Linked DNA regions of Mus musculus: region 2 is linked to region 1. Evidence: chromatin contacts called from public Hi-C data. All regions are on one chromosome and are shown on one strand. Each heading gives the region's core, a stretch centred on a gene start, on an enhancer-like site or on the middle of the called end of the contact. The rest is flanking DNA. Distances are from core to core; before and after follow the strand shown.

Region 1 (5,860 bases), core at 1,650-4,149:
AATATCTGTTGGTTACGTGGAAACTGAACCGAGTAAGGCACATATAGCAACTGTTCCCAAGCTACACATTGAGTATGCAAAAAAAAAAAAAACTTTTATTTTATTCTACTTTGGGAGACAGGGTCTCTCCATGTTAGCTCTGGCAGGCCTACAACTCACTACATTAACCATGCTGGCTTCAAACTTGGTAATCCTCCTGCCTCCACATCCGGAGTGCTGGGATTAGGCATGCATTTCTATGCACATCCCTTTTCTGGCTTTAAAGTCACATTTTAACAATTCAAAAACAATGTTGTTTTTTTTAAATAAATTTCACAAAATTTAATATTGTTTTGAATTACCATAGATTTTTTAGTTCTTTCAACTTCCTCATGCATAATAAAAGACCCTGAAATGTCATAAAGCCATTCACTGGGCCTACCACAGTCACTGGGGTAAAACAGGTGCTCAAAGAAGACACAGGAACTGAAGGCAGCAAAGCAATAAAATCAAGTAAGCCTTAGATCATCTTAGGAGATTCAATTCTGAATGATTTTCAGGGCTCAAATAAAGATGCTTACAAAAGTTTCCTAACACAACAGTGCCGGGTGAAAACAACATCCCAGAGGCCTGAGGTGTGCTGACGAAGGCCGCTAATCCAATGATCAGGAGTTCAAGGCCAGCTTTTGTTACAAGAGTCTCAAAAAACAAATACACAAACCAACACCAAGGAGGAATGAACTATGGAGCATGGATAACAAAATGTCAACACCAAGATTTAAAAAGAAAATCGACCAGAAAGTAACAGTAAGAGTCCTGGGAACTTTGTAAACAAGGGCATGAAAAAGAAATAGTATTTCAAAAGTCACTTCTACCCAAAATGAAGCAGAAGGAAAACAACCTCCTGTAGATATAAAGGTTCCTTTGAGAGACAGAAGGGTAACTAGTTACAAATGCAAAGATAAAGCCAGGGACACTGTCTGTGGTGTGACAGTCACTACAAGTGGAGAACCACGGTACAAATACTCAGCCAAACCTCCTTAGACACAAATTATCCAGACTTTAGAACATTCTATGGACTTGGATAATCACTGTCCTGAATGCATCTCCTTACAGAAACAGAAAATGTTAATCATTTTCTTCCATGATTAATACTTAAAACCTATATGTGTTTAGAATTATCACAGCAACCTTATGCCCAGCAGAAACGGGAGGTGTCATGGTAAGATCACATATTACAAAATATCAATTTGTGATAAGAAGCTAGGATCTTGCCCTAACAAGAGACTAATATGAAAGGAACTGTGAACTGGATGTCCAGATATAAAACCAACAGCCTTGTGGTTAGATGCTTAAAAACAGCATCACTGAATTATCTAAGTTAGGAGAGACTAATGGGCTCTTAATGTTTCATCTCTAATTATTTTTAAATGACACTCACTTGACAAATTATGAAATGTTTCTTTTGGATATCCATAATATCAGAATAATCCAATTTTCACTACATGGAAGTGAGTCCAATAGTAAATGAAACAAAAACTTCAGGGGGTTGAGGGAGCATGGACCGCCCTTTAAAGTGTACCTGAGCCTTTTATCTGCAATTACAGAGTTTGGCAGGCTGAGGTAGAAGGAAAGAAAGTTCCAAAGCCAGGTACACTACCTAGTGAGACCCTGTCTCAAAACAACAATGAAAACCAAAACAAAAAAGCAAATGAATAGATCGGGAGGACCAGGTGTTGAAAGTTACAGTCAACTCAACCATAACAGCTTTCTCTGTAGTTTTGCAAAATGAGTCCAGCTGTCAGGTATAAGGGGGATAACTTCATTAAAAGAATCCTTCATGAAGACATGAGGTTAAAACCATCAGAACAGGGGTGCCTTTTGCTTCAATATTGCAGGTAAGCCACAAAAGGACTAAAAAGAGGTAAACCCAACAGGCCAGAAGCAGCACTTGGGTGCCCACAAATTAGTTCCTACTTCACCTTTGAGACTACAAATTAAAGTTTGAGCTGCACACAGTCAGAGCAATTAAGAAAGAACTAACCAAGCCAACAGTTGGAAGAAATTGCCTTGCTATGCCTCACAGTCTTTAAGAAAACCAAAGTACTTTTCAAGGCAAAGTTCTCGGACGCGGCATTAAATTTTAGAGCAGATGCCTAACATTTAAATGGCCTGCCTAGGCATTTATTTCTATGCCAAGCCCTTCTGAGGCTTGGGATCCGATCAGGTCCACTCCATGAAGGAAAGAGCTCACTCACGTGAGGAACGGAATCCTCAAACAGCTCGGATCCCCGGTGACGCACTCCCAGCTTGGAAAATGGCCCAGGGTCCACCTCCCTAACAGCAGCTAGGTGGGGAGATGCCCGTGTGCACTATTGTTTCCAGATGTTTATTTATTTTTAACTTCTGTTTGATGCCCGTTCCCCTAAACTGGGCCCGGTGGGGAAGGGGGCCTCTGGCAGCGCCACTGGTGGCTCTGGGAGCAACCGAGTTTTGATAATAAAAAACACCCCTTTATCCTTTTATCGCAGCGTCCGTGTATCCGCGCCTCTCTCCCGCACACCTTGGCCGTCACCGGCACGCAGCGCCGGTGCCAGGTCCCCATGACAACCCCAGCCCGGGCGCCCCGGCCTCCCGGCCCCCGCCCCGCGGCCCGCCGTGCCGACCGGACTAGTGGCGGCCACACATGCCCCGCTCCGCTCCGGACCCGGCTCCCGGTCCGGCCGGTCCGCGGCCCGGTGCGAGCCTCCTGGCTGGTGGCGCGGCCAGTGGTGACGCTGCGTCCCGAGACCCTCCCGACAGGGCCTCCACGGCCACCGCGACGCCCAACGCGGGCCAGGGCCGCGGCCGGGCGCTCACCTTGAACGGGTTGTTGAGATCCGGATCCGCAAACGGGTTGCTGTCAAAATCCGACATTGCCCCGGCACTGCGCGTCACCCACCCGAGCCCGGCGCCGAGACACAGACGAGGCGAGGCCGCCGCCCCCCTGCGCGCTCACGTCGCCGCCGCCGCCGCACAGATCCGGGTGCAGCTCGCGGGCCACCGAGCCGGCCGTGCCACTGAGCATGCCCGGTGCGGCGGAGGCCCGCGGCGCCCAGCCATCCGGCCGTCCCTTCCCGCCTGGATCTGCGCTCCGGGCTCTGCCTCCGACCGAAGGGCGAGCGCAGGCGGAGGGCAGGTTCCAAGCCCCGGGCCGTGGACCCACCTAGTGCGGCTTGGGGAAGGGGTGGTGGCCTGTGTAGGGGAGGACGGTGCGCGCAGGTCCCACGTGGCAGGTGGGGGAGACAAGACTTGGAGAGCGAGTAGCTGAGGTGCGAAAACATCCGCCGCAGACACCAAAGATTCCAGACCCCAGAGAGGATAGGAACCCTAAAGCAACTTAAAACATCGCTGCCCGACACACCCCAACCTGGGAAACCCAGCCGGTCCTCCGATCCCAGGTTACTGCGAAGTCACGGAAAGCGGCTTCGCGCTGAGGATCCGGAGTTGCTCCAAGAAAAGGCAACATTCACTGCGGGGAGGGGGGGGGGGCAGCCTCTGTCTCCCATCCTCCCTCCCCACTCATAAATAATGGGGGGTGGGGGCACGTGGGACGGCCGAGTAGGTGGCAGAGTCTATCGACCCAGACCCTCAAGTTACTGATAATGGAAGAGAAATTGTTGACGTTTATTTTCAGGCATTTGGATGCAGAATACACACCTCCTAATATTTGCCTTTTTTCTTCCAAGTGCCGGGAATGATTATTGAAAACTACAGTAAATGACATATCAGTCATTGCACCACCCGGAACTTGTTGAGAGGACATGGCTTTCTCAACTCTATCCTTCCTTCCACTTTTAACAGAAGGGCACTTGGGTGAACCCAGAATTATTTTTATTTGGCAGGGACCTAAGAACTGGAAAAACCCAGATTTAATTATCCATAGCTTTTTGAGGGCCTTGCGCTAGGCAAAGTCACCTAGGCAATAATAACTTTCCCCAATGTGAAAGCGCACCCACCCACCCACGCACAACGTGCTGTAGTCTGGTAGAATCCAGGTTGGGATGACAAAGCAGCTGCTTCTAAGGCAGCCAACTAATTAGGAAGTAGGCATCCAACAGTGATCACCACAAGGTGGAAAGAATCTAAGATTGGGGGCTCTGCTCCCAGATCCTCGGCAGCTGCCTGTACCTGGTTCTGACTCAGGGTTCAGCACCTGTTGAAATCCAAGCTCAACTACAAAAGTTACTTTGTGCTCCTGTGCTAACCTCTCTGAGTGTTAGAGGCTAAAGAATAAGTATGAAAAACTGCGTAAAACGTGCCCCGCATGTCTTTAAATCCAGGTAAATATTGGCTGAACGTGTGCAAACAGCGAGGGTACCTACCCTGCCCCTTGTTCTGTGGGTTGTCTCATCTCTCCTGAACCTGACCTTATCCAGCTGATTCCCATTGTTTGGGCTCTCAATCCTTCCAAGGATCCCCCAGATGACTCAAGTATTCAGACTATTATACTTAACTTCTGTGTTCCAAGCCCATAGAGATCAGCTGAGCATGCAATGCCTGGTGGAAATTTCCAACTGTACTCTCTCTCGCTCTCTCTTTTTTTTTAAGCTAAAGATGCACTCACTGCTCCAACCCCACGGAGTTCCTGGGCAGACACCCAGGCCTGTGCGTCTCCTAGCCCCAAGAGTTTGCATTAGGGTTCCCAAATAGGGACCCTGCATCTTCATTTTTAAAAAGGTCTTTATATAAATGTTATTGTGTATAAATTCCTAAAACAGGTTCAAAACATAACTATGGGCTGTTATGATTTTGTTTCCTAGTACTGGCATTAAAATACCCTGGCAGAAAGCAATCCCAACAGAAAGGAGGTCTATTCGGCTCACATTTCAAGTTGTCTATTGTTTCAGTACATCAAGACAGGAACTTGGAGCAGCTATTAACTCAAATGTAAGGAATGATGGTGCCCACGAGGGTCTGGCTCTTCCTATATCAATTAACATAACCAAGCCAGTCCTGTGCAGCATGCCCATTGGCCAAACTACTCAGGCAATCCCTCATGAAGCCCCCTCCTTCCCAATGGTTCTATGTGTGTCAGACTGACAACCGAAACTATCCATGGATTCGGCTTGACTTTGTTTAGTGGTGGTGGTTTTGTCTTCTCCTACCAACTTTGTATTCTCAACATTATTACGTACACTCTAATGCCACACCTATCCCTCAGTCTTGCCAACCTTCTTAAGCTCTTGCTGTCCTGACACTGGAGAAACAGGGTATGACCCATGTCCCCAGCCTGTTTTCCTCTCTGGGACATGTGCAAAGTTACTAAGTAAGCTGTGTACTTGCCAAGGAGACTGCCTAGGGCTTCTTCACCATGACACAGAAATATTGTCACTTTTTATTTGAACGGTGATGGTAGAGTGGGGGAGGGGCTTGAAAGCATGGCCTAATGGAAATCCCTCCACATTAACTGTTTCTCCAGCATTATTTTGAAAACTGCAAGACTCGTGGCGTGGTCTGTGAAGGGCCTCACTCATTCATTAGTTGTTCTGAAACCAGACATTACAGGTCCAGGAAAGACCCTGACCCTTTCGAATCAGGACAGGTCCAGTCATTTAGGGATGCACTTTAGTCTGGTCATTAGTAGGGGAGGAAGTGAATCGGGAGATGGGAAGCAGGCTGCTGCTTTTTCTAGGCTCTACCTTCTGAATTGGGCAGGCCAAAAAATGACTCAGAATTGGTTTGGGGTCTCAGCTATTTGTGACCTGGGTCATAGCACCTTTCCCATCTGAGTTTCCAAGGCTAGCCCATCACCAATTAACCTTTCTTTCTTTTGGGAAGGGGTGGCTTGGGTTCCTGAGCCCTCTAAGTGCTAGGATCACTGGCTTGCACCACTCACCCA
Region 2 (5,860 bases), core at 1,147-3,646, 210 kb before region 1:
GTGCCAAGAGGCCTGACATGTCTTCCAGGCCAGGGCACTGTTCTGTCTGATAAACTCCAGGGTGAAGACAGGTTACTGGTTGGCAGGATGGAGGTAAGTCACATGGCTGCAGCCTGAGCTATATGGATGTAGAGTTAAAATGGCATGTATTCAAGGAAGCAAAAAGATACCAGATACCTTGGCAGAAGCCCATGGGGGCAGCAGTGGTTATCTGTCTTGCTTTCTCCCCTTATTGCCTTTGTCCCTGGTGTGTGTGAGGTGCTTATTTTGTATTTTCAGGTGAACAATGGCTGTAAATGAAGCTTCGGCTGCTGACTCCAGCCCACCCCCACTTACCTCTCTCATGTTGGTTACAAGGTGACAGTTTGTTCCATCACATGCTACTCCCAGCACTGCTGCCTTGCCAAAAACAATGGGGCTAATGGCAGTGCATTGACACCTCTAAAGCCGTGAGCCGAAATAAATCCTCTCGCTTAGTGCCCTACCTCAGATATTGTTAAAGTAACAGAAAGTTGATGCTGGCAGCTGACCATGCTCATGTGGCGTTTCTGTGTCACCTCTAGGGGAGAGCTCAGCTCTTTCTGCTCTCTAACTATGGCCTGTGCTGCCTTTGCACACCCTCTTCCTTCTCTCCAGGACAGGTGTTGAAGTAAGCAGACAGCCCAGTTGCAGTCAGCTCACATTGATCACTACAGACCAGGCTGTTCTACACTGTAGATCACAGAGCTCTTTGCTATGAAGGTAGCAGGCTTGCTGCAGCCCCCTGAGGTGGATCTGAGAGAGAAGGAGCCATGAGAAGGGGTCATTAATGCTTTCTGGGTTATTAGAATTTGAACATGGAGAACAGACTTCATCTTGCTCATTCAGTGCTAGCTTCTTTTTGGTTAAGACCTTGGGAAGTGATTTGGCTTTTGTGGTGCCCCCATCCTCATGGCCTGAGGTGTAGACTTGGACTCCGTATGGGGTCTGCCCTTGGCACTGAGGTATAGTTGCCTAGGGGATCTACTCCTGCTGTGTTACAGTAACACCAGTGTTTCCCAAGAGGATGTAAATGCTTACTTGATCTCCAAAAAGTCTTGAAGCAAATTAGAAACAACTTGAGAAATCATGTATGTCAATAGAAAGTTGACTTGGGAAACCTTTTACCCATCCATTCACTTGTGGAGAGAAAATTTGATTCTTTTCCTCAGGGTTCCTAAAGCGTTAACAAGAGCCAGAAGGGTGTTTCCAGATTCCTCACACACTATTCCAAGCTTAAATGGAGGGCACTGTATGATGGAAAGCATATTCTCTGACAGCACTTTTTCTTTATTTAATTACTTATTGTGTGTGGGCTTTTAGCACAAACCTGTCCCTTGCCCCACGCTCTCTGGGGGTCTGTAACCACAAAAGAGTGAATGGGGATTTATATCAAACGACATAATTAAATGCTGCAGGTGTGACAGGGTTCTCAGGATTCATGAAAAAAAAAAATGAATGTTAAAAGATTGGTTTTTAACAGAGTCCTTATACAAAGAAAGCAGTCAGTTAATTACCTCCCACATCAAGTCCAAGGTGCCCAGAGAGGACTTCTGTAGAGGAGGCAGGAACCAAGCAGAGGTGACACCTGTTTGCATGCCCGCCTCTACCTCTACTTTTACAGCACGAGCCAGTGAGGCCTGGTGTGGCTCACGTTCTCTTCCTTCCCAGACCTCAGGCAGGAGGGCTCAGCTCCATGATCTGGAAGGCACAGCCAGTCATGTTCGCTCCACGGGACCCCAGGAGAATTCAGTGAAGCAAAAGGTTTATGGGTTAAAGTTGAACCCTTGAGTGGTCAGACCTTCCCGGAAGTTTCCCTGACTGTTCCCTCTCTGCTCAGGCCTCAGGTTGCATGTCAGCTGGGGCTGTTTTCAGGCATGTAGGATATACTGTGTTTACCTACTGTCTTGAATTGCCTGTCCTCCTCAGAGTGGAGATTGCCCCTAGGCAGTGTCCTTTGCTGGGCAGTGTCCTTTGCTGGGCAGTGTCTGCCACTGGGCAGTCCGTGTCTTACCACTCCTGTGTTTATTCTGGCTCCAGAACAGACAGGGACTCTGGAAACTGGCGTTCCCCAGGCCTTCCTCTGCCTTTGAGATCAAGAGACTTCTGGAGTGTGTACGTTCCTGTGAATTAAGATTAGTGGCCACTTAACAGATTAAATTTTCCCTGTGGTCCGATTTATTAGAGAGTATGTGTTTCTTGGGAAAATTGCCTTCTGGGTGATCAGCAGAGTTTGTGGGCTTACTTCCTGGTCTAACATGTAAGTTGGAAAGGGTGAAATGAAGCCCTAAACCTGGATAAGAAGTGTTTACATTTGTCCTGGGAGAACCAACATACCACGTGTCGTTTACAGGCTTGGCCTGCTCATGGCAGCGTGTACCAGCCTAGTAATGTAATTTATGTCCCTCGGGGAAATGTGGTTTTATGTGCTGTGTGTCAGTGTCACTGAAACCTTGTTTTAAGAGGAAAATAGCAATTAATGTTTGGAAATAGGAAATAGCTTTACAAATTTGTGGTGGAAGAGACCCAATAAAAATGAGGTTCCGGCATTCCCCGAAGGTGAATGTAAGAGTTTATAAATGGTGTTTTCTGTCTGGGAGCCTTACAGCCTCTGACGTGTAAGCCGTAGCCCATGTATGACTGCTGCAGAGCAGTGGGTGTCAGATAGGGATACTGTTGGGAAGATAGTAATCACATAGCTATACAGGCTGGCACCTGTGTCTTCTTAAGGACAGGTGGCAGAAGGCTGGGCACTGTTTGGTCAGATGAGGCCAGGTCTGTGTTGTGGCTGCTATTGTTCCCCTGCTGGGAGATGACAGGTGGGAGAGCCTGCTTGGGAAAGTCGCTGTTAATCTGTAACTCTGGGTTTGCCCACTTACATGTATAAGCATCTCCGTTCATTGTTTTAAGAGACAAAGGGCCAGGCCATGGGAGCAGCCTTTAAAGATGTGTGTGTGTGTGTGTGTGTTTGTTTTTAGTATTACTGATGATGGCCACCTAAATTAGAGTTCTTGCATGGAAGAATGGCTCTACCATGGGAACTGGGGACTTCAGTCTTTCATGGGAGATCTCTTTAAAGTGAAGTATTTCTGTAAAGCCAAAGCAGATCGCAGTTAACTCAGAACGCTGTCTGTGAGTGTAGAGTTCAAAATGGAAAAATCACGAAGAAACCCGAGTAGCCCTGCTTGGCTTAGCGGTGTGTGTCTTGAAGTGGGGATTTTTCAGGGCTGACTCTGTTGACATTTGGCATTGGGTCTTTCTTTGTTGTGGATGTCCTTCAGGATGTTTAGCTGTATCCTGGCCTCTACTCCATCAGCAGGCAGGACCACGGGAGGTGTCTGCAGATATTGCTGCGTGAGTTAGTCCTTGAGAGGGAAGGATAGCACACCAGCTTTCCAGGCTGAGAACCATGGATTCCTACTGTATATGAACCTGTTTTTTTTAGAATACAATTTTCTGTGAGTTGCTGGATCCTGAGGGCTTTCCAAAGAACTGGGTTGTGTTAGTTTCATAACCCATTTGGTGATGCAGGGTTTGCTGCAGGAAAAGCGAAGGAATCTTATATCTTTGCTTTTTCTTCGGCTTGTAACCAGAGAACCCTTATTCCCCTCCCTCCATCCCTCCCTCTCTCCCTCCCTCTCTCCCTCCCTCCCTCCCTCCCTCCCTCCCTCCCTCCCTCCCTCCTTCCCTCCCTCCCTGCCTTCCAGGTCAAGCCCAGGTTCCTTGAACTCTCTATATGGCTGAAGATGACTGAATTTCTGATCTTCTTGCCTCTACTTTTCAAGTACTGGGATTTCAGGGCTGCACCACCACACCTGGTTTATACACTGCTGTAGACAGAACCTGGCGTTTCAATGTATTAGGAGATCAGCATATCCTTGGCCCATAATTAGGAACCTTAAATATCTTGATGTTCTTTGGCTCTCCTTTTCTATTTGCTCTGGTGGTTGGGATGGGGCTGTCTTTCCTCTCTTCCTGTGTCACCCCCCAGGGTTTTGGGATATAGAAGGGGACTGTTCTGCAGACCTGTAGAGACAGGGGTCCAGGAACCCTGACTCCCTACACACACATTGGCCCTGCAGGGTTCATGCTCTGCAAACTGGCAGTGGAGGTTATGACAAAATGTTTCTGCAACATATGCTGGAGGCAGCCTTGATCTTGATTTATAAACTGTGACTGGCTGAGATAAAACAAGTTGGTGGGATCAAGTAGCTGAAATCCCAGGCTTAGGAGCCAGACTGCTGTAATGTTTATCAGCTGAGAGATCTCTGGGAGGTTATGTGAAGTCTCCTTGCTTCGGTCCCCTCCCCAGTAACTTGAAGGCTTACTCTGCTTGATGGGTTTCTGTGAAGGCCATACTAAGGATGTCTCTGGTGTTTTAGTGCTTGCTTCCTTTTGGCCAGACATCACCCTAAATGGTGCCTGTTTTTTGTTCTCTCCCCGTTTCAAATCTTCTCATTATTTACTTTTCTTTTTCTCAGCATGAGCTACAGTGATGCCCGTATTTGTGGAGTCAGCATGGACTCTATAATCTTACGTTCATATAGAGCAATGTCACTTTGCATTTGATGACTCCTAAGGAGACTGGTAGCATTACTTTGTATGTCCGTGGTGATGGATGGCACGTTTGCATGCCACACACTGCCAGGAATCTCCGTGTCTGCCTTAGAGTTGCTTTTCCAGTTTCAGACACGAAGCTTGGAAGAGGGTCCCTTTCTTCAAAATGAGCAAGCTTTGCCCAAACGCTCATATGCTTAGTGTGGGTGGCATCTTCCCACTTTCCTGACACCCAGTGGAGGCTGGGGGACGTGGATGGAGTGGCTCTAGATTTATTTCTAGGGCTGCTTCTTAAGAGACCACCTGAAGATTATTGTAATCCGTTTGCAGGTTTTCAGGCAGAGCAGACACAGTCAGGCTTCCTCCAGGGCGTTGAGGATGGCTGCCGCAGGTTCAAGGCCAGCGCTGTGCAGGTAAATGAAACCTTTTAAACTTAGAGGCAGGGAGGTGAGATGGCTCAGAGGGTAAAGCCATGTGCCTCCAAGGCTGAGGTTCCTAGTTCAATCCTCAGAACCCACATGGTGAGAAGAGCAGATGGATTGCTCTAAGCCATCCTCCGGCTGTCACATGTGTGTGGAGAACACACATACATGCATATGCATACACACAAGATAAGTTTTAGAAAAGTAATAAAACATGGAGGTAAGCCCTGCCATCCACTGACAACAGTGGCACTCAAATTAAACGTGATTTCTAAGACCCTGCACTTTGGGGCTTTCTCTGGAGACCAAGAGAGGAAGTACTCTGAAGTGTGAACTACTGGAGTGTTTAAAAAAGATAAGTTACTTAGTGCTTCCCACTGTCTTCCCAGCGTCCTTTGATGGAGATGTTAGCCAGCCTCCACCCCAACCTATTTTCTACCTTATAAATCTGAGTCATTGGTGGGACAACTTTCCCAAGATTGTGAACTGCTTGGATCACAGCTCTGCCTGGTTGAAAGCCTGTTTATGTCACTGGCCTGGCTGCCCTTTCCCTGAATACGGACTGGGATGGGTGGCCCAGTTTGAGCTGACTTAAATGTTTGAATCTGAGACTAATACAGAGGGATGAAAGCAGGCAAACTGAAAACAGCGACCATTCGTGGCATCTGCTTTGTGCTGTGCACAGGACATTCATTATCATGAATAATCTCCCCTCCACCCTAGCGGGGACTGGAACCTTTCTACAGAGCTAGCAGAGATTCTGTGAGTCTACGTCGCTGTGTAAGTAATGGACCTAGCAGGTGGCAGAGCGGAGATGTGAAGCTGTACTGTGGAAAGGCTGGAAAGGTCGCCTGGCCTGGCCT

Evidence for each region. Hi-C and Micro-C count contacts between places; a contact is called where the count stands out from the background.
Region 2: a contact with region 1 is called in a Hi-C map of the N1E-115 cell line, with 4 times the contacts expected there. The contact joins the enhancer-like site here to the promoter of Scamp1 in region 1. A contact is called at or near these places in 4 of 39 promoter capture datasets (cranial neural crest, frontonasal cranial neural crest, pre-B cells and 1 more), 3 of 484 Hi-C or Micro-C datasets (the N1E-115 cell line, embryonic fibroblasts and nephron progenitors), 2 of 115 datasets of contacts at active chromatin or transcription factors (extraembryonic endoderm stem cells and pancreatic cancer cells) and 2 of 9 other capture datasets (adipose tissue and liver).

What each region holds. Positions count from the first base shown.
Region 1 is chr13:94,282,382-94,288,241 of GRCm38.p6, forward strand. It overlaps Scamp1 (secretory carrier membrane protein 1), which reads right to left and starts at 2,900. Exons shown (of 9, transcript NM_029153.1): 1 at 2,839-2,900. The coding sequence starts at 2,895.
Region 2 is chr13:94,071,150-94,077,009 of GRCm38.p6, forward strand. All of the region lies in intron 1 of Lhfpl2 (lipoma HMGIC fusion partner-like 2), which reads left to right. Among named protein-coding and RNA genes, the nearest start is that of Lhfpl2, 16 kb to the left of the region's middle. Within about 2 kb of position 2,397, at least 37 of the 459 cell types and tissues checked have an H3K27ac peak or open chromatin away from gene starts, as enhancers often do. A contact at or near this core is called in the N1E-115 cell line, adipose tissue and extraembryonic endoderm stem cells, where this site is marked.